Regions from separate parts of the Mus musculus genome. Here all the other regions are linked to region 7. A link is a contact called in public HiChIP or PLAC-seq and promoter capture Hi-C data. All regions are on one chromosome and are shown on one strand. The core of a region is the stretch at or near the end of the contact, and the rest is flanking DNA. Distances in the headings are between cores, read along the strand shown.

The links. Promoter capture Hi-C pulls out the DNA fragments that hold promoters and counts their contacts. HiChIP or PLAC-seq counts read pairs in DNA pulled down with a chosen protein or histone mark.
Region 1: a contact with region 7 is called in a promoter capture Hi-C map of liver, with 3 times the contacts expected there. The contact joins the promoter of Pla2g15 here to the promoter of Cbfb in region 7. A contact is called at or near these places in 2 of 39 promoter capture datasets (liver and pre-B cells) and 1 of 115 datasets of contacts at active chromatin or transcription factors (pancreatic cancer cells).
Region 2: a contact with region 7 is called in a promoter capture Hi-C map of stem cell-derived epiblast-like cells, with 2.9 times the contacts expected there. The contact joins the promoter of Cmtm2a here to the promoter of Cbfb in region 7.
Region 3: a promoter capture Hi-C map of stem cell-derived epiblast-like cells shows a contact between it and region 7, with 3 times the contacts expected there. The contact joins the promoter of Cmtm3 here to the promoter of Cbfb in region 7. A contact is called at or near these places in 2 of 39 promoter capture datasets (hippocampal neurons and stem cell-derived epiblast-like cells), 3 of 484 Hi-C or Micro-C datasets (embryonic stem cells, reprogramming fibroblasts and uterus) and 4 of 115 datasets of contacts at active chromatin or transcription factors (embryonic forebrain, embryonic stem cells and microglia).
Region 4: a contact with region 7 is called in a promoter capture Hi-C map of liver, with 2.5 times the contacts expected there. The contact joins the promoter of Slc7a6 here to the promoter of Cbfb in region 7. A contact is called at or near these places in 2 of 39 promoter capture datasets (liver and pre-B cells).
Region 5: a contact with region 7 is called in a promoter capture Hi-C map of liver, with 4 times the contacts expected there. The contact joins the promoter of Ddx28 here to the promoter of Cbfb in region 7.
Region 6: an H3K27ac HiChIP or PLAC-seq map of microglia shows a contact between it and region 7, with 6 times the contacts expected there. The contact joins the promoter of Tk2 here to the promoter of Cbfb in region 7. A contact is called at or near these places in 10 of 39 promoter capture datasets (the 3T3-L1 cell line, 3T3-L1-derived adipocytes, the HPC-7 cell line and 7 more), 2 of 484 Hi-C or Micro-C datasets (both in CD4 T cells) and 3 of 115 datasets of contacts at active chromatin or transcription factors (bone marrow-derived macrophages, memory CD8 T cells and microglia).

The regions. Positions count from the first base shown.
Region 1 is chr8:106,148,719-106,152,668 of GRCm38.p6, reverse strand. Pla2g15 (phospholipase A2, group XV) reads right to left here and starts at 2,315. Exons shown (of 6, transcript NM_133792.3): 1 at 2,056-2,315. The coding sequence starts at 2,182.
Region 2 is chr8:104,290,921-104,294,591 of GRCm38.p6, reverse strand. It overlaps Cmtm2a (CKLF-like MARVEL transmembrane domain containing 2A), which reads left to right and starts at 1,411. Exons shown (of 5, transcript NM_027022.4): 1 at 1,411-1,694; 2 at 1,796-1,954. The coding sequence starts at 1,536. Cmtm1 (CKLF-like MARVEL transmembrane domain containing 1) reads left to right here. Exons shown (of 4, transcript NM_181990.2): 4 at 845-1,050. The coding sequence ends at 982.
Region 3 is chr8:104,338,174-104,341,939 of GRCm38.p6, reverse strand. Cmtm3 (CKLF-like MARVEL transmembrane domain containing 3) reads right to left here and starts at 1,346. Exons shown (of 5, transcript NM_024217.3): 1 at 1,045-1,346. The coding sequence starts at 1,191.
Region 4 is chr8:106,166,706-106,170,811 of GRCm38.p6, reverse strand. It overlaps Slc7a6 (solute carrier family 7 (cationic amino acid transporter, y+ system), member 6), which reads right to left and starts at 1,958. Exons shown (of 10, transcript NM_178798.4): 1 at 1,858-1,958.
Region 5 is chr8:106,009,917-106,013,994 of GRCm38.p6, reverse strand. Ddx28 (DEAD box helicase 28) reads left to right here and starts at 2,509. Exons shown (of 1, transcript NM_028038.3): 1 at 2,509-4,078. The coding sequence starts at 2,571. Dus2 (dihydrouridine synthase 2) reads right to left here and starts at 2,517. Exons shown (of 16, transcript NM_025518.4): 1 at 2,417-2,517.
Region 6 is chr8:104,245,965-104,250,002 of GRCm38.p6, reverse strand. It overlaps Tk2 (thymidine kinase 2, mitochondrial), which reads left to right and starts at 1,445. Exons shown (of 10, transcript NM_021028.3): 1 at 1,445-1,602; 2 at 2,319-2,356. The coding sequence starts at 1,470.
Region 7 is chr8:105,169,174-105,173,028 of GRCm38.p6, reverse strand. It overlaps Cbfb (core binding factor beta), which reads right to left and starts at 2,355. Exons shown (of 6, transcript NM_001161458.1): 1 at 1,976-2,355; 2 at 1,637-1,723. The coding sequence starts at 2,053. It overlaps Gm22063 (a small nuclear RNA gene), which reads right to left and starts at 533; the gene lies at 427-533.

The DNA of each region.
Region 1 (3,950 bases), core at 1,066-3,565, 980 kb before region 7:
AGATCCCACCCCCCTGTTCCAAGATCAGTTTTCTGCTACCTCTCCCACTAACTCAGGACCCTGCAGCACTTTTTGTGCCTAGAAAAAGCTCTCTCTGGCCGGGCGGTGATGGCTCACGCCTTTAATCCCAGGACTTGGGAGGCAGAGGCAGGAGAATTTCTGAGTTCGAGGCCAGCCTGGTCTACAGAGTGAGCTCCAGGACAGTCAGGACTATACAGAGAAACCCTGTCTCGGAAAAACAAAAACAAAACAAAACAAGAAAAAGCTCTCTCTGGCAGCAGCCCTGGTCCTTGAAAAGATGCACAAGGATACAGGAGCTCAGATTCTTTCAGAGTCTAAGGCTTCTCAGCTATGATTTAGGATAACCAAAGTCTGCATAGATTAATTGGCAGTTAGTGCCCATCTGTCCAAGCGATACTATGCTGCAAATAAGCCAGGTGTGATGGTGCACTCCTTTAATCCTAGTGCTAGGGAGGGAGAAGCAGACAGATCTCTGTGAGTTCAAGACCAGCCTGATCTACAGCAAGAAGACAAGGCTACAAAGACTCTGCCTCAAGTAGGAAACGCGTATGTGGTCAGAGAATACACACATCTCAATGTCATGGGCCTTATTCTTAGATCTTCTTACATTCACACGTGACTTCTTCACACTGGTCCTCAGGGTTAAAGTCCAGATGACCAAGTCACAAGTTCTACACCACCCATATCTCCTGCCTTCCCCCAGTTCCATGCTGACCAGCCTGGAGCAATCTTCCAAGCCACCTTACTTCCTGCATATTCCAGGAAGGCTTCCCCAGCGCTCCCACACCTCTCTCTCTCACCTCTCAGGATGACCTCTCTGAGAGGCACTATTACTACCATCCAGGAAGCTTGAGAGAGGCAGGTCCAGCTGTATACAAATCTCAAAGGGAACCTAGGCTCAGAATCCCCCATCCCCTTCGCTGACCTAGAATGACATTGCTTTTCAAGAGAGGGTTTCTCAGCTAGGCATGGTGGCATACACCCTTGATCTTAGTACTTGGGAGGGAGAGGCAGGTGGGTATCTGAGTTCAAGGCCAGCCTGGTCTACAGAGTGCGTTCCAGGACAGCCAGGGTTACACAGAAAAACCCTGTCTAAGACAAGACAAAAAGAAAAAAGGGAAGAAAGAGCACAGGAATTTATGCTCCAGCAGAAAGAAAATATATATATATATACACACACACACACATATACATACATAAACATATATATAGCGTACGTTTCAGCATGTCTCTGTTCTCAGGAGTCCTGGCCAGCGAAACACCAGTTCAAAACGACTTCCATTGGCTGAATGGGGCATCTAAGACTCCTAGAGATTTTAGCCTGGCCTATTACCACATAGAAACATTGTTATTTCTGTTCCGCTGCCAAGTCTAAGACAGAAGAGCAAGTGGGCAGGGAATGTCACCTGGCCTCAGTACAGCCTAGAGTAATTAGGTCTGGAAGCGGAGAGTGGAGGCATGCTCTCAGACTCCCGGACTCCCTCAACGCCAGTTCAAGACTGTTGTCCCAACCCCATTCCTCTCTCCTCCCTTCCCTTAGCCACCCTGTTTCCCTTAGGCCATCTCCTCGAAAGTCAATACCATCCATTCCATAAGCTGAGAGCAGAGAAATGCTTTTGGGGGCCAGCGTGGATAGAACTTGCTACCACTCATTCCCTGTGAAATAGAGAGGGTAGGAGGTAATGACCGATTCTGAGACTGCCTAGGAACCCGCTGAAGTAGGGTTGAATTGCCTCAGTCTTTCCAGCTAAGAAATGGGGGCATGGCGAGGCAAGGTTTGGAGCTGTTGCAGTTAGGTGGAGTGGAAAGCCAGACATTATCTATTCCCTTTACTCTCACGTTTCAGAGGGCTCCAGACCACACCCATGCCCGGTATGGCGGGAGGTGGGCTAACCGAACTGACCCAGGTTAGAAACCAAATGCTCTGGGTTTCGTGCTTAAAGCAGATGCACAACAGAGCAGTTGGCCCACCAGACCCTGGCTGCACTGGATCCTGCAGGATCCACCCACCACCACCCTGAACACGAGTCTCACCCAGCACCACCGGGGGGTGACGTTGGGCCGGGAGCGTCAGGTCTGCCAGCATCATTAGTAGAAACAGAGGTAACAGGAGGCCACTCCGGAGCTGGGTCTCGCGACAGGTGCAGAGATGGCGATCCATGGCGTGAGACTGTGGTCGCAGGTCCAAGGGGCTGCTTTAGAGATTAGGGATCGTGCCTAGGCCCGGGCCGCAGCTCAGCTAGTTAACCCCACCGCTCGCAGATACCAGTCAATTAAGACCCGCCTCTTGCTAAGGCTCTACCAATTGCAACTCTCCGCCACGAGCGTCCCTCCCACCGGAGCTCACCACCCGCCCATGCCCACCTCCGGGACTTTGCTGCGCGCCGAACGCATCGATCGACCAACCGATGGGAGCCGCTTATCATCCCAGCTGTCGCCCTGCTCCTACACAGCCCCATCTCACCTCACCGTGAACCCAACACAGAACAATTCTCAAAGTCCACTCAAGTAGTTCTCATTCCTAATTCCTAGCCTTCCCACAGCACAAGGACCAAAAACATGCCCTTCATTTGCTATGGGTGAATGGTCTCTAAACAAAAAAAGAGGAAGTTAGTGTTTTGGAACTCGGGTGACCAGCAGCTGTCCAGGACCTTTATACGGCCTTTACACTGGCATCCCCAGGGGCATCTAGGTTTGGCCGCCCACGTCCAGAAAACTTTTACTGTCTGCCTTGCCGGTAGAAATGCATGTTAGAACCCAAGAAGCAGGTCTGGGAGAAGAAGCTAAAACAGCCTTTCTTTCTTTTCTTTTTTCTTTCTTTTTCTCTCTTTCTTTCTTTCTTTCTTTCTTTCTTTCTTTCTTTCTTTCTTTCTTTCTTTCTTTCTTTCTTTCTTTCTTTCTTTCTTTCTTTCTTCCTTCCTTCCTTCCTTCCTTCCTTCCTTCCTTTCTTTCTTTCTTTCTTTCTTTCTTTCTTTCTTTCTTTCTTTCTGTTTTGTTTTTCGAGACAGGGTTTCTCTGTGCAGTCCTGGCTGTCCTGGAACTCACTTTGTAGACCAGGCTGGCCTTGAACTCAGAAATCCGCCTGCCTCTGCCTCCCAAGTGCTGGGATTAAAGGCTTGCGGCACTACGGCCCAGAGATCAGCCTGTTTCAAACGGTCTGTCACTCTGTAAGTGCAGCACACGAATAGAGTTGGGAGTGGTTTGGATCTGAAAGTCTGAACCATTTCTCTGTAGGATTCCCCTGCAAAGAACAGGGCTCGAGAGCTCATGTTGGCACTTTAGCCCCTGTCCGCGCAAGCCTGAGGACTCAGGAAGGGCATAAGACTGACTGGAGCGAGGAGCTGGGGCCCAGACGGTAGTAGGCAAAAGGCTCAACACCCAGTAATATGCCAACACTCTGGGGGTGAACTGACCAGTGCTTCTGAGAAATAACCCTCTACATACTTCCTTCTGAAGGCCAACTGTGCTTCTGGGACACTGCTTGGTCCCAAGACTTCTGCTCCACCCCCCACCTCTTCCTTCCCTCTTCTTGGTAAACAGCTGACCCCACGTTAATGCCAACAATTCTAGTTTTTATAGCAAAATAGGAAGTTATTTATTTATTAAATTGTATTTTGGTTTTTTGAGACAGGAGGATTTCTCTCGGCCGTTCTGGGTATCCTGGTACTCACCAAGCTGGGCCCCAACCTTACAGAGATCCCCCTGCCTCTGCCTCCCTAGAGCTGGCATTAAAGGTGTGTGCCATCACCTCACAGCTTAGAAAGTTTTGTTTTGTTTTGTTTTTAAACGATCTATTTGTTTTATTTAGATGTATGAGTATTTCTGCCTACATGTATGTGTATCACATACATGCCTGGTGCCTGCAGAAGTCAGAAAGAGGACTTCAGTCTAATGTAATAGAGTTACAGACAGTTGTGAGGCACCATATA
Region 2 (3,671 bases), core at 162-2,661, 880 kb after region 7:
TACAGACACCCATGTCCTTAGACTGAGGTTATGTACTTTGTCCTGGCTCACAAGGCTTATATAAACTGAGCCTAAATCCTTAACAAATGGAAGGAGGCAAGAGGAGCCAATCAAATGTTCGAAGAATGGGAAAAGTAAGGGAATGGGACTTCAAGGGATCAAGTTTATCAATGTGGGCAGAAGTTAATCAAGAAGAGAAAACAGTTTGAGGCAGGGCTGATGTCTCAGGGGTACTTGCCACTAAGCATGACGGCCTGAGTTCAAGCCCTGAGATCAAAACGATGGAAGGAGAAAGTCAACTCCTTCCTGTTGTCTCTAACCTTCACACATGATGTGTTATGCACAGGACTACACACATACATACATTCACACATACACAAAATGCAGACAAACAGAGACAGACACATATGAAAGAAGAATGAAGAAAAAGATAGAAACTTACTTAAAAAAAAAAAGAGTTTAAGTCCCTGAAGTTCATTTTATAGTTGGTGACTATTTGTCAACCCCACTGGATTGTGCCAAGCTCGAGTTGGGTTCTTGGAACAGAGCCCTTTCCCCTGAGAAACTCACACAGGGACTAGAACAAGACTTCCTAGGAAACTGTCATCAAGTAGCCCAGAAGGAAACATTTATGGCTGGAATAGCTAGTCAAGTTCAGGCCAGTGTAGGCAGCAAAACCCACTGCCTCCGGTTTCTTGGAAAGAGAAACCTGGCCTACTGCAGCCTGGAGGGACCCAGGGCCTTTGCAACTCCTGCCCTCGTGGGATAGGAATAGGAATGAGAGATGGAGCTGAGCTTGTAAAGTCATCTGGCCTTTCCTTCCCACCCGCGTTGTGTCTGACAGATCCTGTGCCTCTCGGCAGCAGTCCTGTGTGTCATCGATGCATTGCTGTTTACTGAGAAGAGGAGGAACAAAGCGAAAAGTTCCCTGGCGAGGGAAACTAAGCTCTCTGCCACCCAACTGAGGCAGAAGCAGCACTGACGTCACCCAGCCCTCCGCTGGGTGACACAAGATCATATCTACATGTATAATCACTCCCACCAGGCCATCACGGAGCTCCCATGCCCACGTACGTGAGTGTGACCTTAAAGGCACGGCTTCTATGCTGGCAGCACTTCTGCTTTCTCCCGTGGCCTTCTGTAAAAGTCGCGCGTTCCATTGCCTCTTGCTCCACAAGCTGCCCCTGGAGGTTGGGAGGAAAAGGACCCCAGGGAGTGGGAGCAAAGGCCAGCCACAAACCTGGGACTCCTTTTTGAGGGCGGCCTGGCTAGGACCGGTGGGGCTCAGTGAATGCTGGTGCATGGAGGGTGGGACTGTCTGGTTCCTGTTGCATGGAGGAGATCCTGCTGGTCCACTAGATGAGGTGGGCTCGCGCCAATCAAGAGCAAGCGTTAGAATTCTGCAGTTCCAGTGGTCAGTTGAGAGCCACCCTTGAACAGGTCAGGAGACACCAGGCTCTCTCTCGAGCTGGGCCTGTTCAGCGACTGCAGACAAGGCTGGGCGGTAGGAAGCTGAGAACTACCTGCTAACAACCATGGCAGCACCGATAAAGTTTCCATTTCGGCCCAGAGGAGGTCAGCCCAGAGAGGACACGACCCCAAAAAGGGGGCTTCGACGCTATCTATTGGAATTGAAAGAGAGCAATAAAGAGTTCTGGCTGTCAGGACACGCCGTGTTCAAGCTTCTGTCTTTGGTATACTGGAGTGGAGTCGATATGTTGTTGGGATTGGAGAGGTCCTCAGAAGTAGGGGAGAGTGCTTGCAGCAGCTCAGGTGTATCTATTTTTCCACCCAGGGCTGCATGATCTCTGCACTAGACTACTTTGAAACAATGCTCCCACATCCGGTCCTGATCCTGCTCATCTGTATGGAAGCGGCAATCTGCATATTCTTCATCTTCCTTAACACCTTAGCCATCAACAGATACATTCCCTTCGTCTTCTGGCCTATGGCGGTAAGTAAAGACTGTGGGGGAGGGGGGTAATGTGGGTCACATTCTAACAACTGGAAAAAAGACAACCTCACCTCCTCTACCGGTGCTCAGGGCTGGGAAGCTGGGTTGGAGAGGAAAAGCCAGGCAGGAGATGCTCCCAAACATGTAACTGTGCTAGGTCAAAGAAAGAAGACGCAAAGGCTTTGCTGTCCTCGGAAATAGGGAAGGTGAGCCGGGTGTGGTGGCCCACGCCTTTAATCCCAGCACTCGGGAGGCAGAGGCAGGCAGATTTCTGATTTTGATGCCAGCCTGGTCTACAAAGTGAGTTCCAGGGCAGCCAGGGCTATACAGAGAAACCCTGTCTCAAAAAAAAAAAAAAAAAAAAAAAAAACAAACCAATAAATAAATAGATAGATAGATAGATAGATAGATAGATAGATAGATAGAAATAGGGAAGGCATAACAACCAACCATTTCTGATAATGCTGGCATATGTCCTATTGCAATATCAATCTAGGATTCAAAAAAAGAAAAAAGAAAACCAGACTCTGCATAAACCAGTACAGTAAAATGAAGCAAATATCAATCATGTGGGAGAAAAAAGTGTCAGGTCTCTGAATATAAAGAATTCGTCAGAAGCATAGCTTACAGTATTAGTTAGGGTTTTACTGCTGTGAACAGACACCATCACCAAGGCAAGTCTTATAAAAAAACAACCTTTAATTGGGGCTGGCTTACAGGTTCAGTCCATTATCATCAAGGTGGGAGCATGGCAGTATCCAGGCAGGCATGGCGCAGGCAGTTCTACGTTTTCAGTCAAAGGCTGCTAGTGGAAGACTGACTTCCAGGCAACTAGGGTGAGGATCTTATGCCCACACCCACAGTGACACACCCATTCCACCAGGTCACACCTATTCCAACAAGGCTACACCTCCAGATGGTGCCACTCCCTGGTCCAAGGATATACAAACCATCACACTTACCTAAAACAGTCATCCAATGGGTGAGGCTAAGCTGGGTGACCTCATTGCTCATTCCTCTCTCTCTTATCTGTACCACAGGAGACGGCAACAACTTCTAGTGAGACTGACTACATGTAAACTCTTGTCACTGTGTCTTAGGACTCAGGCCCTAAATTCCCCCACATCACATATGGAATCTTTGAGTATAACTCCTTAACTCCGTCCTAGCCAATGAACACATCATGTTCCAACTCACCTTGTTCATTTACAAACAACTCACTCTTGGGTGTTACCCAACTATGACACAGAAGGGGGGGGGAGGGAAGACATTCAAACATGATGGAATATGCTTCTGTTAGCCATAACCACCTATCTATCCGGCCCTCTTATTAAAAGCTGTTGGTGTCCAGGGATCCATCAGTCCTCAGGAAGACCACCAGTACAGGAGGGAAAGAGAAGAGAATGCAAATGAGAACCTTTGAAAGCAGAACGCACAGAAGACAAAGTGAAAAAGATGGAGCCCGTGTGCTCAGTGAAGGAGCTGAGGAGATTTCCTTCAGCTTAGTAAAAGGCAAAGCCCGTCAGCCTGTGCTCGTCAGTCCTACTATACGGACCCCAAAATAGCGTTGACGTGTAGCCAATATGGCTTTAAGTAAATAGTTAAACTGGGAGAAAGGAAGGAAGGAAGGAAGGAAGGAAGGAGGGTAGAAAGGAAGGAATGGAAGTGCAGGAGGAATGGAAGAAGGGAGGGAGGAGAGGAGAGGAGGAGGAGGAGG
Region 3 (3,766 bases), core at 97-2,596, 830 kb after region 7:
ACTGGGCAGGTAGGACTGAAGCCAGTGGCCAGTAGATTCAAAGACCCGCCCCACGCCTCCCAGAGGCTTCCAGAGATCTGAAACGGCCAGAAAATGGGCTCTAGGTCCGCTTGGCACCTCATTTAGGAACAAAGTATTAGGTTCTACCGGAGACCTCAGGGTTGATGCTCCTTAGTAGGTCCTGGGGTACAACGGAGAGGTCCTGGGGCAGAACCCCCCTTTTGCCCTCAAGGATATCCTCAAGGTCACTGGATGAGTCACCTGCCAAGTTTCCTAGCAGTTAAAGACACTGTCTCTCCTATCCCCAACTCGAAGTGGGAGCAGGTCGGATATTAAGTTGCTAGGTATCTGAGCAACAAGTGGCTGTCACTATGGTCTGTTTCCTCCTTCCACCGTCCCTCCTCCCACCCCTCTCCCCATCTCCATAGGCTCCATGCCAGTTCCCGCCCCACACGTGATGATGAGTGTTGGGAGGACAAAGGAGACCTTCCTATCCGGGTGGGGACAAGCAGGGAGGAGGAAGGAGTACAGCGCGGGAGGGGGGAAGGAGGGCATGAAGTCACCCCGCAGGCTCGCCACCCTGAAACAGTGGTCCGCCTGTGTCTTCACTACGTGGCCCCTGCCTCACCCACTCCCCGGGGGCACATCCCACTCCGTAGGATCTTCACCACACAGGCGGCTAGGTCTCAGCCTAGGAGGTGGGAGGGTGTGCAGGGCGGGCGAGGCCAGAAGAAGCTTAGCGAGCGCAGCAGTCCCGGGGACTCAGAGAGGGCGGAGGCGCTCGAGGTCACACAGCAGCCGAGCTGCGGCTCCAGCGGGGACCAGGACCCCAAACCCTTGACTTCTGGTCCCTTTCGAGGGCCTCGCAGACTGGAGAATCCGGGAAGAACACGGCTCGGGCCTGATTCTGACTCGAGCTCCGCTACAGAGAAGTCGTAGCAAGCTTGGGGGCGGTGGTCCAAATTCTCCTGGGCTGGAGGTGCAAGGCCCCAGGCTGGGGCGCGGGTACCGGGCTTCACGCACCCGGGGAGCACACGCACTCACCGACTCGGCCAGCAGGAGGCGGCCTTTGAGAGAGCAGAGGAAGGCGCGCGCGGGCAACAGGGCTCGGAGTCCCGGCACTGTCCTGCCACTTCGGGGGCCATGCGCGGACTCTGGATCGGGCTCTGGCTCTGCGTCCGGGGGCCACATAGCGGCGCTATCTGGTCGAGCCTGGGCCTCACTGCCTCACCCACCGCCCTGGAGGGAAGCGGAAACCCGCTGTGCGGAAGAAGAAAAAGTGGAGTTAGACTAGGCCGGGGACTCATCCTCCGCTGTCCCGCCCACCTCCCCCATCCCCACCCACAACTGCCCCTCGAACCCTGCCCCGCCCATCCTCCCTCCGACCATTCTCTACGCAGCCCCCGTGTTCCGTGGACGCTGCCTTACCCATCCGTCCTGTGGATCCTCCCATCTCCTCCTCCCCCACTCCCCCTCTGCCTACGTCCTGCCCATATCCTGCTCCATCCTTCCAACCACTCCTCATTGCCCCTCAGATGTAGTCCAGTCTGTCTCTCTCTGTCTTCTCTATTTCCACTTACTTCCTCTGCCTCTTCACTAGCCTTAGGATCCTTCCCTGCACCTTGTCCTTTCATTCTCAGTTCCCCCTCGATCCTGTCCCGCCCACCAACCCCGGCGCACCCCACAGTCCCTCCGACCCTGCTCTTCTCACTTCCCCACCCATGAATCTTTGCACTACACTGCCCCTCCGACTATCCTTGGCCCTCTATCCTCCGGTCACTTCTCATTCTTCACCCCCTCTACTGCCCCCCCCCACCTCCTTTACCTGCCCCACCTATCTTCTGCCCCATTCTCGCACCCCTTCCCATGCAGCCTTCTAGCACCTACCTCCCCACCTCCCGCACTCACTATTTCTGCTACGTCCCGGGGTGACACAGATTCTGTACCCAGATCCTCCCAGTCCCCTCGCACTCCAGCTCTCTGTTTGCTCTGTGTGGCTGGCCTGGAGTCTTCTTTTGTCGTTTGACTCCTTACCCCCCCCCCCCCCCCCCCCGTCCTGACTGACACAGACCCACTTATCTGCCCTGAGCGCCCCCTAAAGCGACCACCTGTCCTTGCTCAGCGGTTCTGCTCTTTAAGCTCGAAGTAACTTACTGCCTAGACAACTCCAGGACAGGGACACTGCCCCCATACCCCACCCCCATCTCCGCTAAGTCCTCTCCAGGCTTGGCTCTAACCAGGCGAGATCAGTTCTTTCAGAGTGCTTTCCCCTTCTTGGCTCCTCTCAGAGTTTTCCTACTACTTCCCAGGCCACCCTCCCGCTAGTTCTTGGCTTGCCCATCTTCCTCTATTTTACAGGCCACGCTCCTGTCAGGCCTCAGCCAGCCCATCCTCCTTCCTGGCCTCTTTCGTTAGCTGCCCAAGGCTTGGGTTCGTTCTGTGCTGGACTAACCAGAGATCTGGAATTATCCTTGTTCTCCCCCACGGCTAGCCCATCATGGATGCTCTCTTAATACCACTAAGTCTGCACTCCTGCCCCATTAACTATCGTGAGGCTCTTTAAGAGACTAATGCTTTCTTCCTTGTCACCCGGATGCGCTAAGATCACTAGTCATGATCCCTCCCACTGCACCCTCAGGAAAATTGATGCTTCCTCTTGCCACGGGGACTTTGTACATCTGTCCTTTCTAACAGTGTGTGTGTGTGTGTGTGTGTGTGTGTGTGTGTGTGTGTGTGTGTGTGCATTTTCTTGTGTCTGGGTGCTGATAGAGACCAGAGGTGACTGTAGCTGTTTTTGGCTACTTAGTGGGTTCTTCTTTCTTCCACCCTTCTCCATACCTTTCCTTCCACACTTTCAACCCTCTAACACTAGATAAGAGAGAAAAATGGATAGAGAGGAAAGGAGAAAGGAAAGGAAAGAGATCCCAGAATAAAGTCAGGGGTTGGAAAGGGGCAACATTATTATTAGTCCTTCTTGCTGATTGGGGCAAGTTTGAGCTTTGCTGTCAAGATAACTAATTTTTTCTTTGCTCATATCTATTTAACCAACTGCAGCCAACACCAACCAATCAACAGCCCACCCTGCTTCTTGGGATCCTAGCATTTATACACCCTCTGAAAAGTTCCCAGAATTCCAAACGCCACACAAGTGCCTAAACTATCTGCAGCTAGCAAAATCATACTCCGCCAGAGCACGAGACAAATCTCAGTCAGCTGCTGAGGATAATCTGAAGCATCCCCCATATCCCACCACTTGGGATTAAAATAAAAACAAATCCTTAGAACTATTTCTGCGTTTTCTAAGGAAACCAAAATTCCAGAATTCTCACTATGGGTGACTGTCCATATTATTTCTTGAGAATATATATCATTGAACTTGGAACACATGGGATTTCCACTAAACTTACTTGGTCAATGAGCCCCAGATGTTCTGTCTCTGCCTTCCCAGAACTAGCATTGCCACTATATGGGATCCAACTCAGATGCAACTGTGGTCCTCAGGCAACAAGCATGTGATTACAAGAGCTGTCTTTCCAGCTTCTGCTTCTGTCATCTTCGCCTGATGAAGGCTTTCTCTACTGATAGCAAGGCAGTGTGTTTTCTTCAGGGAGACATTCCTTTGTACATACAGAAGTGGTACAAGAAACCCAGGATGTGAAGAAACCTCAGCAATTTAGGGTAGGGGTCAGGCTACACCAGGTTAGCCCCGAATAAGATGAGGTCTGGCATGGCCAGAGAGATGTCTCAGCTGTTAAGACCACTAGTT
Region 4 (4,106 bases), core at 709-3,208, 1.0 Mb before region 7:
AATTACTTCTCTGTTTTGGCCATTCAATCTCTACAACAAAGAATAAATTCTTAGCTACTTATCAAAAAAATATTAACTTATAGAAAGCATTAGGATACTATTTCCTCTTGTAAGGAGGCAGAGGCAGGAAGATCTCTGAGTTCAAGGTCAGCATGGTGAGTTCCAGGACAGCCAGGGCTACACAGAGAAACCCTGATTCTAAGAGCATCATTTACACAACTTTTATAGAACATCTCCACACTCTAGAATTTCCTCTACCAAGAAACTTAGCAGACCAGCCACATAAATGAAACATGCTTTTGGTTTAAAAAAAAGGGGGGGGGGGCAGGGACAGGCTGATCTCTGAGTTCAAGGCCATCCTTGTCTACAGAGAAGAGTCCAGCCAGGGCTAAACACAGAAGCCCTGTCTCCAGTGGGGAAGGGTATGGAGAGGGGATCAGGCTTATGGTTTCCATCTTTGTCTCTCTTTTTCTCTTTGGTTCGAGGTGCTAGAAATGAAACCCACTTGCATGGCAAGTACTGCCTTCTCTCTCCACCAGGGTGGTGATTTTTCCACACATTTGCCAGGAAAGAAAAATCAAATATAACTCAAGTAAACAGCCTAAGACCCATGTCGGGAAGCAAAAGCTATCTGTATGAAATCACAATGGAACTTGAACAAAATAGGAAGCCTGGGTAGATTCCTCAAGGACCTCACCAGGTAAAGAAGTAAAAATGACCCCAGGAAGCAGTTGCAGACTTTAAAATCTGCTCCCCCTAAGTCTTTAAATCCGAGATCGATTGGCTCTCAGATATAAGGAGCCAAACAGCTGAGCATATATAGCCTGTTAGATGAGCTGCCCAAAACTGAGAGGGGTCGTTCTCCCCGCCCCCCAATAACAGCGGAGATTGCATTCTCTCCAACACATAACCCAGTGATCTCGATTGGTTCCCCAAGACTTGTTAAATTAGGTGTTTTCTATTTATACTGACCCATTACACAACGCGGTGACCAGCCTTTTGGCTTGGTGTGCAGAGTAACAGAAATTTTCCGAACATTTCCCAAATATTTCCTGATAATTGTGACATGAGATGGTCCAATGAGACGACAAAATACAGGAGACACTCAAAAGAGTAAGAGCACCGTGTTCCCAAACGCCAATACCTCAGCACTCTAAAAGTCCCAACCGGAGTCAGAGGTTTCAACAGCCCCCAAGAAGCTGCATTCCTGCATTCACACACCCGCCCTGCTGTCTCTGCCCTCCTCACACACAACGGCTTCTTCCTCCTCCTCCTCCTCCTCCTCCTCCGCCACCTCTCAGTGCTCCAGGGAGGTTCACCCAGGCTCGCACGGTCACGGACTGCGAAGGGCTCAGTCCTTCAGCCTTCACGCCCGCTTCTCTCACACTCAAACCTCCTTCACCGTCTCCGTCTCTCTCAGGGTCGCACACACTCCAGAGCCACCCTCACGCCCACGGTTTTCCTCCTCGCACTCTGGGTTTTTCCGTCTACACACACACACAAACAAACACACACACACACACACACACACACACACACGGCCCCTTACACTCACCATCTCACAGTTTTTCACAAACAGTCCCCCTTACACTCGGGATCTTGCACACTCACAAAGCCACCCTCGGGGTCTCTCTCCCCACACACGCGCCCGCGCGCGCGCCTGCGTCTTCCTCACACGGCGGTCCACTCCAGGGATCCACGCTCCCGGCGTCCTCTTCTCAGCCGCCGCGTCTCTCCCGCGCCCTCCGCCCCACGCGGTTTCCGGCCCCGCATCCAGCACGCGGCCACGGAGGCCACGCAAGAGTGTTCGGCCGCACACCAGAACGACCCCGAGCCGAACCGGAGCCAGCCCCTCACCTCCTCGGCCTCGCCAGCTACCTCCTCGTGGCCCGGAGCTTCCAGGATGCTCGGTCGCGCCGTCGCCCCGGCGGCCGCTCAAGCCCCGCCCACGCCACGTCACTCGCACCGGATCGCGACAGCGCGCGCCGCCAGGGGACCCGGCTCGGAGCGGGGGCCCCAGGCGGCGTTGCTTCCGGGCACTGGAGCACGCCGGGGCCCTGGGCGATCCGCGTACCGTTACGGAGCAGCCTCCAGCAGGCCGCGCCCGGACTCTCCCCGCGGGCTGTGACTGGGGTGCGGTCACCCTCACCTGGGATGGACACTCCCCGGCTCCCCACGCAGTCACTTGAAGCCTCTGGGGCTCCACGTGAGGATGCTGCTGCTTGGAGCTCTAACGGGCCCACACACACCTTCTCCTCCTTGGCCTTTGGGGACTGCACGCCCAGTGGGACCCCAGACAGTTGACACAAAGAGCTCTGGACCGCCTCCCTATCTAGATAACTGCCTCCCTTCAGCCCGGGAACCCAGGAAGAAATACACTCCCGGGACCGGTGCTCTGACACTCAGTTCAGACTCCATTAGACCCAGGAAGGCTGCCACTTCTGGCTCTCTTCGCTTTGTCCTGGTCTCCCCCGACCCTGCTGACACCCCTCTTGGGGATGCTGGGACATCCTGACCTTTTCTTCTCCCGTTGGTTGCTCCTCTATCTCCTTTTAGGTTATCTTTTTCCTCTAGTGGCGCTGGCGTTCATTCTAAGACTTCCTGCCTTTTATATTCCACCGGACCTTCTAACAACTGACCAGTCTGGCAGGGATAAATATAGTCTAACGAGACAGTTGTGCTTTTCTCGTAGGCTATCAGACTTTAAAAACAAAACAAAACAAAAAAAAAAAAAAAAAAACAAAAAACAAGAACAAAAAACCCAAGAAATCAGTATTTCCTCCAGGAATAGCCTGCTAGGAGATCAAGTGGACGAAACATCTAAAGGAGGAACATATCTCCTGGCTAAATATTTACAACTTGTCAGATACCTTGAAAGAAACAGACTTGGGAGTTTGTTTGCAAGGGACCCCATTCTTTCTGCATTTCTCGCTTAAGATTTAAACCTTATTGAGAGATAAGTAGTGTGCCGGGCAATAGTGCCCATACCTTTAATCTCAGCATTCAGGAGGCAGTGGGAAGTCACTCTATGTGAATTCGAGGCCATCCTGGTCTACAAATCGAGTCCAGGACAGCCAGGGTTCTGTTACACTTAAACTTTGGAAAAACCAAATAATTAACTAAACCTCTCCTAAAGTGCTCTCCTTCCTCCTTCCTGATGAATGAAAAAAACAGGGACATGATCACTCCTAGGTATGGTTGAAGAGAAGGTTTTTTGTTTTTTGTTTTTTGAGACAGGGTTTCTCTGTATAGCCCTGGCTGTCCTGGAACTCACTCTGTAGACCAGGCTGGCCTCAGACTCAGAAATCCACCTGCCTCTGCCTCCCAAGTGCTAGAATTAAAGGCATTGCACCACCACTGCCCGGCGAAGAGAAGGTTTTTATTGTAGCTATTAGGGAGAGCACAGCCAGAGGCATTTGGAAGAATCCAGCCTGAACATAGCCAACAGGATAGACCAGGCCATGAGAGGTGACAGGGTGGGGGAAAGCAGGAAAAGAGAGAGAGAGAGAGAGAGAGAGAGAGAGAGAGAGAGAGAGAGAGAGCAAGCAAATGAATGAAGAGAGGTGGCAAGGACCAAGAGGCCATGAGAAGAACCAAGAGAACACTTAGCCAAAATGTCAGAGAGTATACAGGAAAGAGAAGCTGGTGAGAAATACTAATTCTTTTTTTTTTTTCTTTTGGTTTTTCTAGACAGGGTTTCTCTGTATAGCTCTGGCTGTCCTAGAACTCACTTTGTAGACCAGGCTGGCCTCGAACTCAGAAATCTGCCTGCCTCTGCTTCCTGAGTGCTGGGATTAAAGGCTTGCGCCACCACACCTGGCTCGAGAAATACTAATACAATTTCTTGATTGGGTAGTAACAGAGCCTGGCCTCGTCCACTTTAACATGTTAATAGGAACCACACAGCCTTTGGTCCCAGGTTTCTTAGGAAGTTAACAACCTATAGGCGTAGGATGCAGTCCTTGAGGACCCCTTGTTGGTGCTGCCCCTTTTGGGTTCTCGTCTTCGAAACCTTGATCAGTCTCTGACGCAGCTCAAAGGGGCCCTGAGTTCAGGCTCCAGCTCCAAAGAAGGAGCATGGCAGGAATCCAACAGATCTGAGGATG
Region 5 (4,078 bases), core at 1,260-3,759, 840 kb before region 7:
GGGGTCATGAGGGGACTTGCACCCAGACGGATGGAGGAACGGATGGACAGACAGCAGGGAGATCAACTCAAAGGCAACTCAGTAAATCAACTTGAGAGATGACAGCGATTCAACGAGGTTGGTAAGCAGTTCTAGAAATATTTCGAAGGGAGAGACTGTGGAAACAAAAAGAAAGTCAGGGGTTGGGCTGGTGAGATGACTCAGCAGGTAAGAGCACTGACTGCTCTTCCAAAGGTCATGGGTTCAAATCCCAGCAACCATATGGTGGCTCACAACCATCTGTAATGAGATCTGACGCCCTTTTCTGGAGTGTCTGAAGTCAGCTACAGTGTATTTACATATAAATAAATAAATAAATAAATAAATAAAAAGTCAGGGGTTGGGGCTGGGGCTGGGCCTGGGGCTGGGCATGGTGAGCTCTAAGCTAGCCAGGGGTCCATGAAGAAAGAAAGCACAGGGTCGGGGGCAACAATCAAGCATCAGGACTGTAGCTTACTAGTAAGGCACTTGACTATTACCAATGCACAGGCCCTGGCCTGCATCCTCACTACAATAAAGAAGAAAAATAAAATTAAATAACCTATGTCCTATGTTTGTTTTTTTTTTAAGGTGGGTCTTGCTATTACAGTACAGGTTGACTGGAACATGCTATACAGACCAGGCCGGCCTCCAACTCAGAGATCTACCTGCCTCTGACTTTTTTTTTTTTTTTTTGGAGGGGGGGGGCGGTTGAGACAGGGTTTCTCTGTGTAGCCCTGGCTGTCCTGGAGCTCACTTTGTAGACCAGGCTGGCCACAAACTCAGAAATCCACCTGCCTCTGCCTCCCAAGTGCTGGGATTAAAGGCGTGCGCCACCACGCCCGGCGCCTCTGAATTTTAAGTGCTGGAATTCACAGCATTTGCCACCACACTCAACTAAATTTTAATCTATGTAATGGTAAAGTCATCAATAGGTAGTTATTAGGAGTTCTAGGAACCTCAAAGATACCAAAATCTGAGGATACTCAAGCTCCTACATAAAATTCCTAGGTACTTTTGATTTTAGGGGGGAATTGAATTCAGGACTTCACAAACGCTAATAGGCAAGCACTTTATCACAAAGCTATGCCCCAACGCTCTCCCACATGATTTAAATCATCTGCAAACTGCTTATGACTAATGCAATATAAACATGATGTATATACTTGTTATACTGTATTGTTAGGGAGTAACATTAAAGAAAAATGTCTATACATATTTAGTACAGACACATTTTTTTTCATGAATATTCTCACTCTACAGTGGAAAATTCCACAGAGGTCCACCTATAAATATGGAGGGCCAGCTCTAATGAATGAAATTAAACTTTTTTTTTTTTTAGATTTATTTATTTATTATATGTAAGTACACTGTAGCTGTCTTCAGACACTCCAGAAGAGGGAGTCAGATCTTGTTACAGATGGTTGTGAGCCACCATGTGGTTGCTGGGATTTGAACTCCGGACCTTCGGAAGAGCGGTCGGGTGCTCTTACCCACTGAGCCAACTCACCAGCCCATGAATGAAATTAAAACACTTTCTCCAGACGTTAGGAACCTCCCAGGTAATCAATCCACAAACATTGACCTTATCTCCCACTCCAGACACTTGATGCCCATTTTTTCAGATATGTTCAAAAAGTATGAAGTAAAAAAAAAAAATTAAACGTTTAATAACCTGAACCACTAAATTCATGTCAAGTAGTCTGCTTGACCGGTGCTATGTGAGATAAGTTTCATCACTCCAGGAGGGTAACGGGACCCTTCTTTCTACTTCTAGTCAGGCAATTCGGAATCTGCCTGAGAAGCCAGTGGCTATGAGCAGACCGCTAGAGTGATGGGTCCAGGCTGAGATGCATGGGGGGGGGGGGGGGGCGACGACAAGGAAAGGAGGGTGAAACTTGCCTGGAGAGGTAGGGTCAAAGTGTAAAAAAAAAAAACCTGAGAAACTACACCTGAAAGAACGGAGACCATCTCTCTAACTTCAAAGACGAAATAAGCTGAAGGCCACCAGCATGCACTCTGGGTTCTAAACTAAAGAACTGGGTTGAGCTTAAACCCAGACTCCCAACTTCTGTCTCAGTCCCCTGGCCTACCATTCATTCAGTCTCAGCAAACTTGCATCACCCAGGCTTTGAGTGGATTGCATATCTACGAAAACATCGTCGAACTTTGTACCTTTGGAGTTCTATGGGATGACTGAGCGAGGCAATGAAGACCACAAGTTAAGACTATCAGAAATTAAGCACTCAAATGACAGAGGCCATCCTCACTCGATTCCTTGAGCCAGGGACCCATGGCCCCCTCCTACTGCGGACTCCCATTCCTGCCTCCACCGAGTACCCTTCCCCAAAGATGACTCCAATCTGGACATCGCCATGCCGGGTGGAAACCTACAGACCTCGCAGCCACTGAACTCTTAAGGATCCTCCTCCCTCCTTCCAGCCGGTGCTGCAGCGCCACACGCCACCCTGATCCGCGCCAGCCACCGTACTCCAGACTACGGTGGCGTGCTTGACGTCATTAGCGCGCGCCTCTTCTGCATCAAGGGAAATATGGCTTTAGCCGGGCCATCGCGGCTGCTGGCGTTAGCAGTACGGTTGCTTCTGGAGCCTCGACGGAACCTAGTGGTGCGCGGTTCCGACCAGTCCTTGCCAGTGGTGCGCGTTCCGCGGGCTCTGCAGCGACGGCAGGAACAGCGACAGAGCGGCCGTGGGAGTTTGCAGCGGCCAGTGCTAGTGCGCCCCGGTCCCCTGCTGGTCTCGGCGCGGCGGCCGGAGTTGAACCAGCCCGCACGCCTCACGCTGGGCCGTTGGGAGCGAGCGCCACTGGCTTCCCGTGGCTGGAAGCATCGGCGATCGCGGCAAGACCATTTCTCCATAGAGCGAGTGCAGCAAGAGGCGCCCGCCCTGAGGAACCTCTCGTCCCGGGGCAGCTTCGTGGACCTGGGTCTGGAACCCCGAGTGCTGCTGGCGCTTCAGGAGGCTGTCCCCGAAGTTGTGCAGCCAACCTCAGTGCAGTCGAAAACCATCCCCCCACTGCTTCGAGGCCGCCACCTCCTTTGCGCTGCGGAAACTGGCAGTGGCAAGACGCTTAGCTACCTACTGCCCCTATTTCAGCGGCTCCTGAGAGGGTCAGACCTGGACTCCCGCAGTTTCACGGCTCCTCGAGGCTTGGTTCTGGTACCTTCCCGAGAACTAGCCGAACAGGTGCAGGCAGTGGCCCAGTCACTGGGTGGGTACTTGGGCCTGCAGGTGATAGAACTTGGCGGAGGCCTCGGGATGAGTAGGCTCAAACTTCAGCTGTATAGACGACCGGCAGCCGATGTGTTAGTGGCTACTCCAGGGGCGCTGTGGAAGGCTCTGAAAAGTCAACTGATCAGCTTACAGCATCTTAACTTCATAGTGCTAGATGAAGTAGACACACTGCTAGATGAAAGCTTCCTGGAACTGGTGGACTACATCTTGGAAAAGAGCCCTATAGCAGAAAGTCCAGCCGAGTTAGAAGACCCCTTTAATCCCAAAGCCCAGTTAGTGCTGGTGGGAGCCACGTTTCCAGAAGGCCTAAACCAGTTACTGAGTAAAGTCACCAGTCCAGACAGTCTGACCACCATTACCAGCTCCAAGCTGCACTGTCTCATGCCTCATGTCAGACAGACATTTATGAGACTGAAGGGAGCAGACAAGGTGACAGAACTGGTTCAGATCCTCAAACAGCAGGACAAAGCAAGTAAGACGGAACCCTCGGGAACTGTCCTGGTATTCTGCAACAGCGCCAGCACCGTGAACTGGCTTGGGTACATTCTGGATGACCACAAGATTCAACATCTAAGGCTGCAAGGGCAAATGCCGGCCTCAATGAGGGCAGGTATCTTCCAGAGTTTCCAGAAGGGCTCCCAGAACATACTTGTCTGCACAGACATCGCCTCCCGAGGCCTAGACAGTGTCCACGTGGAAGTGGTTATCAATTACGATTTCCCCCCTACCCTGCAGGATTACATCCACAGAGCAGGAAGGGTGGGTCGTGTGGGCAGCGAAGTGCCAGGGTCCGTTATCAGTTTTGT
Region 6 (4,038 bases), core at 196-2,695, 920 kb after region 7:
AGTCTCATGATTTCTTTTGGAGAACTGAATAACCACCCGTCCTAGTTTGCTTCTCTGTGATAAAACAAACACTGACCAAAAGCAATTTGGGGGAAGAAAGGGTTATTTGGCTTACAGGAGGGAAGACAAAGTAGGAACTCAAGGCTGGAACCGGAGGCAGAAGAAGCAGAAGCAGAAGAACTAAGAGTGTTTATCAGCTTCAGTAGTTCTCTGGTTTGCTCATTCATAAAGACCCGCAGCTCACCTGCCCAGGGACAGCATTGCCCATAGCAAGGAGGCAAAAAACAAAAACAAAACAAAACAACAACAACAACAAAACCCCTCCTTCATCAATTAGCAACAGGAATATGCTCCACAGACATGCGCACAGGCCAATCTGCCGCAGCCAGTTTCTCAATTGAGGCTCCCTTTCCCGAGGTGTTTCTAGTTTGTGTTGCCTTGGTAAGAATTAACTAGCCCACAACCCCAGTCCATTTAGATCTCTTTGGATCCTGCCCATCTAAGATCTGTTCATTTGGCTGAATCTGATCAACAGTTACCAACAATCTCACCCCAAGACGCTCACACACACACACACACACACACACACACACACACACACAACTGTCGACTTTGAATTTGAAGATTTTATTTGCCTTTACTAGGTGCCTAGCAAATAAACAGGAAGCCCTGTTAGGGTGATGGCTTTTTTGTTACAGATCTAAAAGAGTAAAACAAAACCCAGAAAATGTCTTTCTTCATTTTGCCCAAGACGACTGCCAGCATCTTGCCACCTGGAAGAAGTGGAAATCTTCTTTACACGCATTGTAACTGCCCATATACAGTCAAGGCGGCAACATCTGGGCTTATTGGTCTTGAATGGGTGAATTATAGTACCCAAGCTTATTTTTGCTTACAAGTTGGCCTTACATGCTTTTTTTCTTATCCCTTTTTTGTTCATTCAGGGGAGATATTCGTTATGCTTTCCCGAGGAACATTAAAATCCAAACGTTGAAAATGTCAAAGACTGTAACATTTGGGAACAATGGCTTTCACGGCCCTCTCACCTGTGTCCCTCACACTGTTTTTTGTGATGGTGGGGATTAAACCTAGGAGGGCCCTTTGAAGCCCAAGGACAAGCTTGGAAAATGTTCCCAAGTTTGACAAGGTCTACTTGCAGAGTATTTTCGAAGGAAAATACAGGACATCCTGAGTAGGCGGTGCGAGGTGTGGATGGAGCCGGCAACCAAGGAAGTAATCGGATATACTAAGCAGTCCCCGGCATTATTATGCCATCCATTCTCTAAATCTACTTGGGTCAGGGCCATTCTGCGGTCTGTAAGTGGGGAAATCCTCACTTTGAATCTCTTCGGTGTAGCCTAGAGGGAGAAATACTAGCGGATCCCTTAAGGGGCGGGGCCGGACAAGGGGTGGGGCGGGGCTCCAGGACGCACCGGAAGGAAGTAGGACTTGCACATCAGCCAGGGACTATGCTGCTGCGGTCGCTGCGTAGTTGGGCTGCCCGGTCCCTGCGTAGCGTGGGCCCGGGGAGCTCCGGGAGCCCCGGGAGCCTCGATTCGGGCGCCGGGCCGCTGTGGGCACCTCGCCGCGCCTGGCCTCCGGGTAACTAGTGCTTTTGTGCCACCTCGTAGGGGCCACACTGAACCCCGCCCCCTCACCTGCTAGTCCCCAGGAAGGGTCTGGGGACTGTGGGACCCTAATGAACTGTCAGGATCGGCACTTAGTGGGGCTCAAACGCGGCTTCTCGGCCCATTTTTTTAATTTTTATTTTTTATTGTCAGATTCTTTAGGCTTGGGAGGTGGCTAGTTGGGGCACGAGCTGTATTTAATCAGCTCTTAGTGGATGCAGGTGTCTGCGGACCTAGGGGGCGGGTTCAGGCTTGCGACTTTCTCCTCTTGCTGGCAGTGCGGATCTTTCTCTTCGGAAATGGAAGCCAGGTGACATAGCTTTCATTGGCCTCGGGCTGCTGCTGCCAGGTGGGTTGGCAGTGTTGCCAGTCTTGGCCTAGACAGCCTGGGTCCCAACCCTTGGAATCTCTCAGAGTGTAGGTTATCCCTGGGTGCGCTGTGAAGATCCTAAGCACACAATCCAGGTGAAACGGAAAGTAGAATGTACCGAGCAAAGGAAACTAAGCAAGCACACATGGGCCTGGGCCCAGTACAGCGACACATACGGACCCAACTGTAGAGAGTCCCAAGAATGGCAAACATTTTTTGTAAGCCAGGGAACACGCATACGCAATGACTGTGTGGTCATTTATCAGGTCAGCACAGAGCAGAGTGAATAATTGAAACATCGATTTCCTTTCCTTTTTTAGATAAAGATAGAGAAAATGATAAGGAGAAAAAAGCAGTGGTAAGTTTCTCTTTGCATGCTTTCTCCAGCGTAATTTCGGTTTGGTTTTGTTTTTTTTTTTTTTTTTTTTTTTGAGGCGGAGAACAAAAACAATGGTGCGCACAGTGAAAAACCAAACCCAAGACGATATCCAGGGTCACAAATCTCTCTTCCTTCTTGTGGCCCGGTTCCTCTCCTTAGATTCCATCACCGTTAGCCATTTCTTGTGTGTACGGGCGGGAGTGGGGCCTCGAGCTGCATTCAGGTAGTAAGCACTCATGTTCAGGTGTTTGTGAACTGCCAAAGATGCTGACCGAGCCATCTAAACGGCTTAAATTGCATCTATTTGCTTCACTGCCGATTGCCCCGCCCAGATGTGGGGGGAAGTGTTCTTCTCACTTCCTTCTGCTGTCTAGTGGAGACCAGAGAATCCACGAGGGACCTCAGGGTGGCCTCAGTCAGGAGGTGCTTGACAGGCAGGCTCTGGGGGTTGGGGCTGTGAGGTCAAAGGAAGTGCAAGTTAGACAGGTTTAAATGTTGCAGCAGTATTTTGGTTACCACCAGCCCAAGGGTTCAGTTTCTTCCTTTGAGATCATCTCACCCCAGGCTGGCCTCAAACTTGTGATCCTTCGGCTTCGACCCCTCCTGAACACTGGGATTTCAGTTGTGTGTCACTCCCAAGTGGTCAGGGCCCGTTTCTGTAAGGGAGCTGAAAGCCTTGAGCTCAGATGGCTGGGGAGAAGGCAGCTGGAGCACCTTAGTGCCTCTGGAGGGTGGAAGGTGTGCCCTCCTGTACCCCTTGGTGGGGCAGTGGAGGTAGTCAGGAGGAAGGCGTGTCCCTGGGAAGCAGGAGTGACATCACAGGAAGAGGAGGCTTGGTTTTCAAGGCTGGAGAAATGGCTCAGCAGTTAAGAGCTCTTGTTGATGTTACAGAAGATTCAGGTTTTTGTTCCTAGCACTCACGTGACAGCCCACAAACTGTTTACTTCCAATTCCAAAGGATCTGACCCCGCCTCTGCTGCTCTTCATGGACACCAGGCATACACTGGAGCACAGACGTACAAGCAGGCAAACCATTTATCCATATAAAATACATCTAAAAAGTTAGAGGAGGAAGGTGGTGGTGGCGGCACAGGCCTTTGATCCCAACACTCGGGAGGCAGTTCTCTCAGTTGAAGGCCAGCCTGGTCTACAGAGGGATTTCCAGGACAGCCAGAGTTACACAAAGAAACCCTGTCTTAAACAACCAAAATAAATAAATAAAATGAATGAAGGAGAGAAAGAAAATATGGATAGCTAGTGACATAGAATTTGTATTTGTAATTGTTGAGCTAACCTTGCCAAGTGTTGGACCTGTTCTGGATATGGTCTGATGCACCCCTGGGTGTACAGTAGCAGTTTGTAGAAAGTGGTAGTGTGGAGCCTGGTCTCAGGCTCAGGGTAGCCATTTAAGTACATTTTTGTGTGGGAGGCGCTGGGCTGGAACCATGAGACTTGAAAACAAAGCCATTGGCATTGCGCACGGTAACCTGACAGACGGGACAGTAAAAAGGACATCAGTGAATCTAGAAAGCAGTGAGTGAGCTTGGGGCTTTGAGGAGGGGACTCAGGACTCTGTGCAGCCTTGGGAAGCCTTGATGCCCCCTGAGAGGTAGAGGAGAGGGGACTGTAGTTGTAAGAATGTAGAGAGAGCCGTAGGCTGG
Region 7 (3,855 bases), core at 1,106-3,605:
AAGGGTGTTCTTCTACCGCTTAGGGCCAAAACTAAAAAGCATTCTTATGTTTTTTTGTTTTGAATCTCGTAACTAGAAATCAGGTATGGGTTGAAAGTGGTAGGCTCTCTTTTATGAAACACCTGAATGATTAAATATTCAATAGCTCTTGCTATATTTAATTATAGTGTTACCTCACTAGCAATTCAATTCCAACAGCCTTCATTTAAAATATTAAAACATCTTTAAAAATAAATCTGGTTTCAGTGACAAAAAGTTGTTCATTGTTTTTTTTTTTTTCCTTTCCATTTTTTATTAGGTATTTAGCTCATTTACATTTCCAATGCTATACCAAAAGTCCCCCATACCCACCCACCCCCACTCCCCTACCCGCCCACTCCCCCTTTTTGGCCCTGGCGTTCCCCTGTTCTGGGGCATATAAAGTTTAAAAATATGTAACGCTTCACGAATTTGCGTGTCATCCTTGCGCAGGGGCCATGCTAATCTTCTCTGTATCGTTCCAATTTTAGTATATGTGCTGCCGAAGCGAGCACAAGTTGTTCATTGTTATACGAACTACATCTCAATTAAAAAAAAAAGCGACATTCACCAACAGCCTTATACTGTTAACCTGTATTCAAATTGTACCTTTACTTAAAGTTTGGGCTAAGGCAATGGGTCTGTCACTTGAGCAAATATTAGGATTTCATTACACAGTGCTTCAGTTTAAAACAAAACAAAACAAAAACCACCCAACCAAAAAAAATCTCTTTCCTACAGTTCTTCTTTTCGTTGCTTCCTAACCAACACCTCTAAGGAGGATAACGAAGAGGCAAGAGAGGAACTAGATCACTTCGATATTTTTCAACCCAGGACTTGCCGAGTCCATAGCAGTCTTCAAATATAAAACAGGAACCTCTAGATGAACTATGGGATTTGTCTGTGTAGCACCAGGCAATTCTTTAGCAACTCCAATACTCAGACAGGCACATCGAGGTTAGAAAAAGGAAAATATAGATTTCTTTCGGATTCTTAACATTTTAAGAAAAGAAAATTGTTCATCCACTGGGGCCCTTTCTCTCGTCTCTCTCTTCTATTAGGACAGTCTCTCTCTTCTATTAGGACAACAGATAAGTGGAATAGATTTACTCTCGGCTGTACTGGGAGATAGCTTCTCATATAGATTTACCAATCTCGCTTCTCAGAAACAAGCCTATCGCTGATCCCCCTCCAATGATTCTTTACACGTAGGGCTGTATCCTTCCTACAAGCACCCCGATGTCTGGCGGAGGTCACAGCCTAGGCGACAACCTCCGCCAAGCTCCGGTTGGAGCTCCGCTCGGATTGCCGAGCCGGCACTAGGACACGCAAACCATCCCACGAACCGAACCATCGCGGCGGGCCAAGGAGAAGGCGGGTCCGCCCGAGGGCCGAGCCGAGCCGCCCCGCCAGCATCTGCCTCTTTCTTGCTTTTCGAATCCGGACTAAGGAAGTGAGCCTGCGCCCCCGGCTCAGTTCCGGGAGCCGCAGCGTCCGCGGCGCCGTCCGGAACACGCCCGGGGCCGCGCGCAACAAGTGACTGGCGCGCGCCTGGGTCCCCGCGGCCTCCCCGCGCGCACCGGGGGTAGGGTGGGGGGGTCCCTCCCCGGCGACTTACGATCTCCGAGCGACCGTCGCGGCAGGCGTTCTGGAAGCGTGTCTGGCGCTCCTCGTGGGGCCGGTCCCTGAAGCCCGTGTACTTAATCTGCAAGGCAGAGAGACGGCCCCGAAATCAGGAGTCAAATCCGCGGCGGCACCCGCCGGCCCGCCCGCCCGCTCCCCGCGGCTCCGATAAGGGCAAGCAGAGCCTGTGGGCGGACTGCTTGCCGGGGCGAGATTCCCCCTCGGCCGGCGCGCCGTCCCGGGGGCTTCCCGGCAACCGAGCCGCTCAAACTTTTCTCCTCCCCGGGCCCACTCGGGGCGCGCCGAGGCCTCCGCGCCTCCCCAACCGCCTCACCTCGCACTCGCGGCTCAGCTTCCTGAAGAACTCCTCGTTCTCGAACTTGCTCCTCTGGTCCGGGACGACGCGCGGCATCTTCCCGCCCTCAGGCCGCGCCGGCCGGCCGCGCTCCCCAGGCTCGCGCGGGCACCCGCTGGCGGGCTCCGGTGCTGACCGCCTTGACCGCCCACCCGCGGCACCCGGACTCCCGCTTCTCTTTGTTTCAGGAGCCCGCCCGCGTGGCCTCCCGCTCCAGGGAGGCTGAGGTGCGGCCGTGTGCTTGGAGCCCAACCCACGCTACCGCCGCCCGCCTCAGCCGTTGCCGGCCGTCCTCCCTCCCGCCCGCCCGCGCAGACACAGCTTCCAGCCTCCCCCGGCTGCGGCCGCCACTTCCTCTCGCCGCCCTCCTCGCTCTCCCGCCCCGCGCCGGCCCCACCCCTCCTCCTCCTCCTTCTCCTCCTCGCGCGCCCGCCCGCCTCAAACTCTAGCAAACAAGACGCACCATTCACAACTCCACGACCCGCGCCGCGCATGCGCCACCCACCCGCTTGCGGGGCCGCTGGGTTGCAGTGAAACCCTGCTCCTTCCTCAGCACTTCCCCTTGCCTGTCCGCGGGCTTCTCTGCGAACAACCCGCCCAGAAGGGATCCGCCCCTCTCTTAGCAACTAGAAGCGGACCCGCAGACCTTTTTTTTTTTTTTTTTGGCCCTTTGTGAGCGATCTGGAACTTCTTGGCTCCCCAGCCAGCCACGCAGAGTCACCCCCAGAAGGGCCACTTGAATTCAAGGAAACCTAAATCTTAGAGGACTTTGCATACAGGGAGGGATGTGGACTGTGCACTGAAAGGTGGAAGTAAGCATCTAACCAAATCATGGTGTAAAAAGGTGGTGGCTATTGAAACGGGGTTGGCCTTAGGATTCCGTGTAGCTCTGCCTGCAGACAAGGTTTAGACAAGTACCAGACCAGTAAGTCTCAGATTAGTAATTTCTAAAATGCACACTCATAAGTTCATGGCGTTAGTAGGAGAGTGTTTATGTAGATCTAGCACATCATTTAAAGGAAAACTATCTTAATTATATGTAACCGGTTGCCAGTCCATATTTTTACCCAAATGTGCAATCAAACAAGAAAAAAAAAAAAAAATCCAAGATCTGCAAGTTCTAGAGAACTTACCAGAGCAGAAGAAAACCAGACTCGGGGTTTGCAGCAGAGCTTGAGCTAAAGCTGACCCTCAATAAACTCTGATCCTTAAAAATCGCAGTTTGTTAAAAGTTCAGTTCAAGGATGGCAGGTAAGTGCCAACTCTTGGCAGCAGCTGGCCAGATGCTAAGGATTGTGAAAAGATACTCATAAGTCACTGGAATCAGTTCTGAGGTCAGTTGTTAATGCCTGCTTGAATACAGATTTTGGCAGAATTTCACTGCTAGTCCAGCCCAATCTCATTTATTAGATAGGGACCTAAACGTGGGTAAGGAACTGTCCTAGTTTGCCATAGACAGCTCTCATTTTTAGCAATGACCTCCCCCCGCCCCCCAAGCCTTCTGAAGCTGCTCAGTCCCTAACAAACTAGGAGGGTTAATCATCTTAACTGAAGTCTGGAGAGTTGATTACCCAAAATTAAAGGTTTGTTGGTGGGAGTGGTGTGTGTGTGTGTGTGTGTGTGTGTGTGTGTGTGTGTGTGTTTTGAGTAAAACATACTGCCATGATAAAACACCATGTCCAAGGCACGTTATAAGAAGAGTTTGTGTGAGCTTACCACTCCAGAGGGTTAGAATCCCTGAACGGTGGAGCATGGTGACAGAGGCAGGAAACTGAGGGCTCACATCTTTAATCAGAAAGCAGAATAAGATTTAGGAATGCCAGTGGCTTTGAAACCTCAAAGATGGCCCTGGGGACACA